Linked DNA regions of Sus scrofa: region 2 is linked to region 1. Evidence: chromatin contacts called from public HiChIP or PLAC-seq data. All regions are on one chromosome and are shown on one strand. The core of a region is the stretch at or near the end of the contact, and the rest is flanking DNA. Distances in the headings are between cores, read along the strand shown.

The links. HiChIP or PLAC-seq counts read pairs in DNA pulled down with a chosen protein or histone mark.
Region 2: an H3K27ac HiChIP or PLAC-seq map of alveolar macrophages shows a contact between it and region 1. The contact joins two enhancer-like sites. A contact is called at or near these places in 1 of 47 Hi-C or Micro-C datasets (embryonic fibroblasts) and 1 of 2 datasets of contacts at active chromatin or transcription factors (alveolar macrophages).

The regions. Positions count from the first base shown.
Region 1 is chr13:109,758,539-109,761,823 of Sscrofa11.1, reverse strand. All of the region lies in intron 7 of TNIK (TRAF2 and NCK-interacting protein kinase), which reads left to right. Among named protein-coding and RNA genes, the nearest start is that of SLC2A2, 150 kb to the right of the region's middle. Within about 2 kb of position 1,618, at least 7 of the 83 cell types and tissues checked have an H3K27ac peak or open chromatin away from gene starts, as enhancers often do. A contact at or near this core is called in alveolar macrophages, where this site is marked.
Region 2 is chr13:110,404,127-110,407,411 of Sscrofa11.1, reverse strand. No RefSeq gene overlaps it. Among named protein-coding and RNA genes, the nearest start is that of TMEM212, 8.6 kb to the left of the region's middle. Within about 2 kb of position 1,776, at least 10 of the 83 cell types and tissues checked have an H3K27ac peak or open chromatin away from gene starts, as enhancers often do. A contact at or near this core is called in alveolar macrophages, where this site is marked.

The DNA of each region.
Region 1 (3,285 bases), core at 369-2,868:
TCATAGAAGACTAAACTGAGCAGGCAAAGCCAGTCTCACCTAACAGAAAAGGACAAGGAAATTATTAATATTCTTGAGCTTATTATGTGCCAGATTTTGAGCTAGGCAGTGCACCTGTGTACATACCCGTCACAGTTGCCTCTGTTGTGTGAAAGCTAACTCTGAGCAGTCTTCTGGAGGCAGTAAAATTAGGAACCCGGCTTTGAATCCAGGTCTATCTAACTTAAAAGACTACTTACCATCCCTCTAGGAAGTGGAACCCTGGTTTGCAGTGTGCTTCACTGCATCTTGGCACTTTCCTTTGAGTCACCGGCACCTAAAGTCATCTGTAAACAAAGTAGGAGTCTGAAGCAATTACTTTGTGGGCCCCTTTTTTTGTTCGTTTCTTTGCTTTTTAGGGCCACACTTATGGCATTTGGAGGTTTCCTGGCTAGGGGTCGAATCAGAGCTGTAGCTGCTGGCCTACACCACAGCTCACAGCAATGCTGGATCCTTAACCCACTAATCGAGGCTAGGGATCAAACCCGAGTCCTCATGGATATTAGTTGGGTTCTTTACTGCTGAGCCACAGTGGGAACTCCCAGTTTTTTGGGTTTTGTATTTTTTTAAGTGAATTCTCAGCTCTTTACATTGTGATGACAGTTGTAAAAGAATTAGCCTGGAAAGCAGGAGACCTGGCCCTGAGTACAATCTGGGGCTGAGTTGCTCTGTGATCTTGGGAAGTCGTTTTTCTCTCACCTGTGAAATAAAAGTTTGGACTAAGTGATCCACAGACAGTCTAATGGCCTTAAAACACTTAGGTTTTGCTCCTTTCTCTTGTGTATCTTTCATTTGTTCATTCATTCATCAAATATTAAGTGCCTGGTATGCCAGGCAACTTCTGATACTGTGTACCAGTGAACAAAACCAAGCTCCCTGCCCTTGGAAATCAGAGAAGACTAAACTGGGCAGACAAAGCCAGTCTCACCTAAAAGTAGAGGACAAGGAAATTGTGTGTGTGTGTTCGTGTGTGTTGGGGGCAGGGAACACAATAAACAAAAACCATAATAATTGAGTGATGAGTAAATTACACAGTTGTTAGAAGGTGATCAGTTCTCTGGGGGAAAAATGTGGGAAAGGGAGGGGAGGTGCAGTGCTGGGAGAGAGATTTGGTCATCCTCACTGAGAACCAGCATTTGAGCACAGACTTCAGCGAGAAGAGGAAATACGCTAGCATGTAAGTGGGGTCAGTGCTGCAGGCAGAGGGGAGACCTGGGGCAAAGACCCAAAGGCAGGAGTTGGCCTGAATTTCTGAGCATTTTCTTTCCCCATCTGAGGACTGGCCTGGAGCCTTCTCAGACCAGCTCCATCATTTCCTTTCAGCTGCATTGGCTCTCAAACCAGCTCCAGCTTCCTAGACTTGTAGGCTGTTTAACTTGGAGCCTACTGCACAGGAAGGGGCTTAGAGCCTAGCCACCTCAGTTCACACAGCAGAATCACTCGATTCCTAGAGATGTTGGGAAGGAGCTGGGAGAATTTCCAAGACCTGGAGTCTTATCAAAACAACACACTCACCATTTTCAGACTGCACTTGCTGTGTTTCCTGTTGAATGTCTCAAGCACAGTGAGTGACTCAGAGCTTTCATCATGTTCCCAAATGATGGTCTGTGTCAATCAACCATAGCATTGCAGGTACCGCAGAGCTGTGTTTTCATCTTTACCAGTTGCTGCTCCTGAGGCAACCTTGATGGTGCACTGGGCTTTCCCCATTAGCTCCAGAAGGAACCTCAGTAAGCAAGGCCAGGAAAACTCAGCCACTTGCTGGGCTGTACCAACTCTGTGTGTGTGTGTGTGTGTGTGTGTGTGTGTGTGTGTGTGTGTGTGTGTGTGTTCAGTGACAACTTTGAATACATCTTGAAATGGAACAAAGAGAAAGGATGATAATTGCCTTCTTGAGTTGTATTCTATGCAGAGAATTACTTGAAATCTTGTGGACTATGTTTTTGTGCACATGCATTATTATCCCTGACTGAACTTACAACTTTCATGTGGACAGGCCAAGGGGCTCGTGAATTAAAGAATCCCCCCTGGGTCCTAGTGGAGGTTAGTGTGTTCCCCGGCCACCTGCTCTAAGGTAGGTTGTACTTTGGGCAAGAATCTAGATCCCCTTGAAATTCCCCTCTGAGTTGTATGGACCTTGGTCCAAATACTGAACGGGCCTGGGTGTCACTCACAGGATATTGAGTTTAGTCCTAGGGAATGGCTTAGGGTAAATTTCATAGCTTGCTTCCAGTTCCATCTCCTTTCTGTGTGTCCTTGACCTGTGTTTGATGGAAATTGCAAGGAAACTTAGCTTGAATCTCTGAAATATGAGTGAGGTTCCAGGGGAGACTTCAGAATTTTGTACAAAATGCAAGATATATTTAAAGTGAAAGGAGGGTGAGAGTCTTTATCAGGATTGTGGGCCATTGAACCAAATTGTACATGGTTTCTTACCAATCATTTTGGGGTTTCCTAACCTGGTTTTCCCATCTCTTGACTTGTCACCCTTCTATGCAGTGTTTAGAAACTGCTAAGCCACAGACACAGAGTGGGGGAGAAGCATGTTGTTAGATGGAGATTGGAGATTGCACATGTAGAGGTGGAGGTTTTGGCCTAGAAATTTCTGATAAGAGCATAAAAGTCAGTCTGAGACGAAGAAAGACTGTAGGGTATAGGGTTTCTATTTTACATGTTCGTGTACTTACAAGATAAAATGTATTGTTCACTCTTTCAATAAATATATCATCTGCTCTAAGCACTGAGATATAGCAGTGAGCACCACCATCCGAGAGCTTCCCTGTCCTCATCTCGTTTAGTTAAATGGTACGAAATTATGGTTTCTGTATGTTAAAAAAATTGACTATAAATATGCATCTTCTATATGACTCAGCCATTTCACTTCTAGGTACTTACTTAGAAGAAATAAAAGCATATATCCTTACAAAGACTTGTACATGAGTACATGAAGCTTTATTTTTATTTTTATTCTTTTATTTATTTTTTCATTTCATTTTTTAGTGATTTTTATTTTTTCCATTATAGTTGGTTTACAGTGTTCTGTCAGTTTTTGACTATAGAGCAAAGTGACCCAGTCACACACACACACACACACACACATAGATAAATACATTCTTTTTCTCACATTATCCTCCATTAAAACATGGAATGCTTATGAATTTGCATGTCATCCTTGCGCAGAGGCCATGCCAATCTTCCCTGTGTCTTTCCAATTTTAGTATATGTACTGCCAAAAAGAGCAGGGTA
Region 2 (3,285 bases), core at 527-3,026, 650 kb before region 1:
AACACAAGGAAAAGCTTCCCGGTTAGCTCACCCAGCTGTGAGACTGCACTGTGACACTTCCGCATTGTATGCAGATCATGGGAGAGGCACCCTGAAGTCACCATCCTGCGATTCTTTTGGCCTGAGGACACCAGCCCCTGACATACTGCCACATGACATTGTGTGTTTTAAAGGAAAAGACACAAGATCACAGACTAACTGCTTAAGTCCAGCAGGAACTTCTGCCTCTGAAAGAAAGCTCTCATGCACATTTTTCCTCCACTGGTGATGCCAGCTTTTAAAGCAGTTCATGTTCATGGTGATCTATCTAATTTAACGGTTTTTATGTATCTCTGCATATTCAAAGGTTTTATCTATTTCTTTATCTGACCACTTTCCATAAATAGTAAGTATTTTCCCCGGTCTATAGACAAATGAAATAACAAAGACATAGAAAACTTGTGCTCCAGAGAATTTGGCTATGAAAACTTATGCTCTTTTTGTATTTCCATACAGATGATATTGTGATCTCTTCTGAGATAGGATAATAAAAGAAGTGCGTCCTTATGACATAAGGAATTGAGTAGCATAGAATAAACACCACCTACTACTAGCAGATGTGGGATCATTTTTTTCATACAAAGGCCCACACTTTCCTTTTTCAACAATGGAGGTATCCTACCCTAGTTTGTACATATGTATATATTTACTATTTTTTTAAAGAAGAGAAAGGGCATTTCTTGGAACTTCCTCATGGCATTGTCCAAGTACATAAACACTTCTGCTTCTTTCTCACAATCTACGCAAAGCTAATTGACATAAAAGGTAAAAGCTAGGCCTAAGCAAGCCTCCTTTATCTAATGGACAAGTTCACTAAGAAGAATGTAGGGCAATGAAAATGAAAAGTACATAAAAATAACCCAACTGCAGGATCACACACTGAGTCTATAAGAACCTTAAAGACCAGCCAGTCCAGGCTTGTCATTTCACAGAATAATTCCATGGTTAAAATACCAAGGAAAAGAGTCATCCTATTGCAACCATAAACTAAAACTTTTTAAAAATTTATTTTATTGAAGTATAGTTGATTTTCAATGTTGTGTTAATTTCTGCTGTGTAGCAAAGTGATTCAGTTATGAATAGGTATACATTCTTTTTTCCTATTCTTTTCCATTACGATTTATCATAGAATATTGAATATAGTTCCGTATGCTACAGAGTAGGACCTTGTTGTTTATCCATTCAGTATAAAACCTAAGGCCTAATAAGATGGTTGTGACTGAGATCTTTCTGCTATATCTGTGCTTAGCACTAGGTGTTGCTCTACTGCTATTTATAGATCAGCTTTTCTTTGATATGCAGCAGGAGTTGAATCTCCTAATTGCAGTTCCATTCTGCAAATGCTGAGTTTCTAGGATTATACTCTGCTAATATATTATATGTTACACTGAACAAGCTTCATTTAAATGGTGTAGGGATAGCATATTAGAAAGAGCCACTCTAGAAAAAGTGATCAATACATGCCAGGGAAAGGCTACTCCAAAGTTAAATTTTTCAAATTGTCCTAATTCAAATATTTACTTAAACTCTGTTTTTATATTACGTGCAATACAAGGGGAATGACATTGTTAGCCGTGTGTTTCCTGGAACTGACCGTCTGCTACAAGGCCACAGATAAAGTTTGTTTATAGAAAAACAAAATATGAAAAAAAAAAGTTTAGCACTGCTCTATTTGGGGTTTGATACTCCCACACATACCAAGTGGGAGAAAGGACAACTTTCTAGAATCTTTCTTGCTCTGTGGCAACAGAGGACAGAAATGCTTCAACCCCCTCTAGTGACAGATGAATCATTACTTAGATTAGTTCAGTTGTTCAAAATTGAAAGATAATACCACAGGGAGAGACCAGTCATGCTTCAAGAAGTTTATAGTTTAGGGAGAGGGCAAATTTTCAATTCATGTGTTAAGTTTTAAAGGGTTTAAATTCAGCTAAGTGTGACTCTTCAACATTATTACTCAGTTCTTTCAACTCAGATCAACTTGGTATAAACCTCAGCATAGATGTTCCAAATTCTACCCATTACATATGTGATAATGATCTAATCTGAATTTTAAATCTTCTGGACTGGATATATGTAATAAAACAATGTCTAGTATATTGTTGCTAAACATGATTTTTTTTTCCACTTTGGTATTTATGAATAACTATTTGTAAGGCCAACAATCATGCAACCATGCTAATAACAGTCCTGGGTTTTCAGCACAAAAGAAAGTGGCAGCCTTAAGCCCAGAATGGGAAAATTATAATCACCATTACAGAGTTTAGAGTAAAGGGAGAGAAAACAGGTCATGCAAAGCTGGCTGCTGGGATGCATAATATAAACCCTTCAATCTAGTCCTAAAGAAAGGGTTTCTTCTAATTTTTATAGTCTTGGCCTCAAGCTGAAAAAGCCGAGTTCTGAGTTGAAGTCTGACTTTCTTGCAAAATATACTTTTCAACTCTCTCCCTAGCACACAGTCATTCTTTCCTAAAGATTCTATTTCCTTTACATCCTTTGAGGATAAAACTATGCTTTGTGGTTTTTATACCATATTCACTTAGGATATTTTAAAACAGAGTGAACTCTACTTTTTCTACCAATTCTCTCTTCATGGAGGCTCTCCTTTCCCCACTCCTTACAGCCTCAGTGATCATGTGAAATAGTTTCCACTATTATTTTTGCATTTCTTTTGCCTGACTCCATGTTAAAGATGGGCAGTTTTTCGAAAGTGATAGGTCAAACTCCTGATCCATGTTCTTATAAACTTGAAGTAAGAAGTGTTTATGTGTTAAGAAAATTATCTATTTTCTCTAAAAGGGAGAGGGGGAAGAAGTTTTGAAAAAATCCATTTTGGAAATCAATGTTTAGTGAATGGCAGGAAGGAGAGGCCCAATGCTAATAAGTGCCAAGGAAGTTTCTGCCATCTCTAGTCAGACCCAAGTCTATAAGGGACCATTTACAGGTAAGTTTACATGTGTGTGTGTAGGCGTAAGAATAGTAAGAGCTATGAAAATAGGCTTGCCATTCACACACACACACACACAGAAATTATGAAATGTTTACCCTTCATTTTTCATAATGCTATATTAACTAATGTTTTTAATAAATATCTGTTCTATAGGATCTTTTAATGTCATCCTCTAATCTCTTCCATTCCTTTCCATCCTCTAAGCAGATTTCATTTGTATAACTCCAAAGAGGTGAATATGAGTCCTGCTCTTCTTAAAAATTGTTTCCAGCCTATAGCTTAACCACCTCCAATGT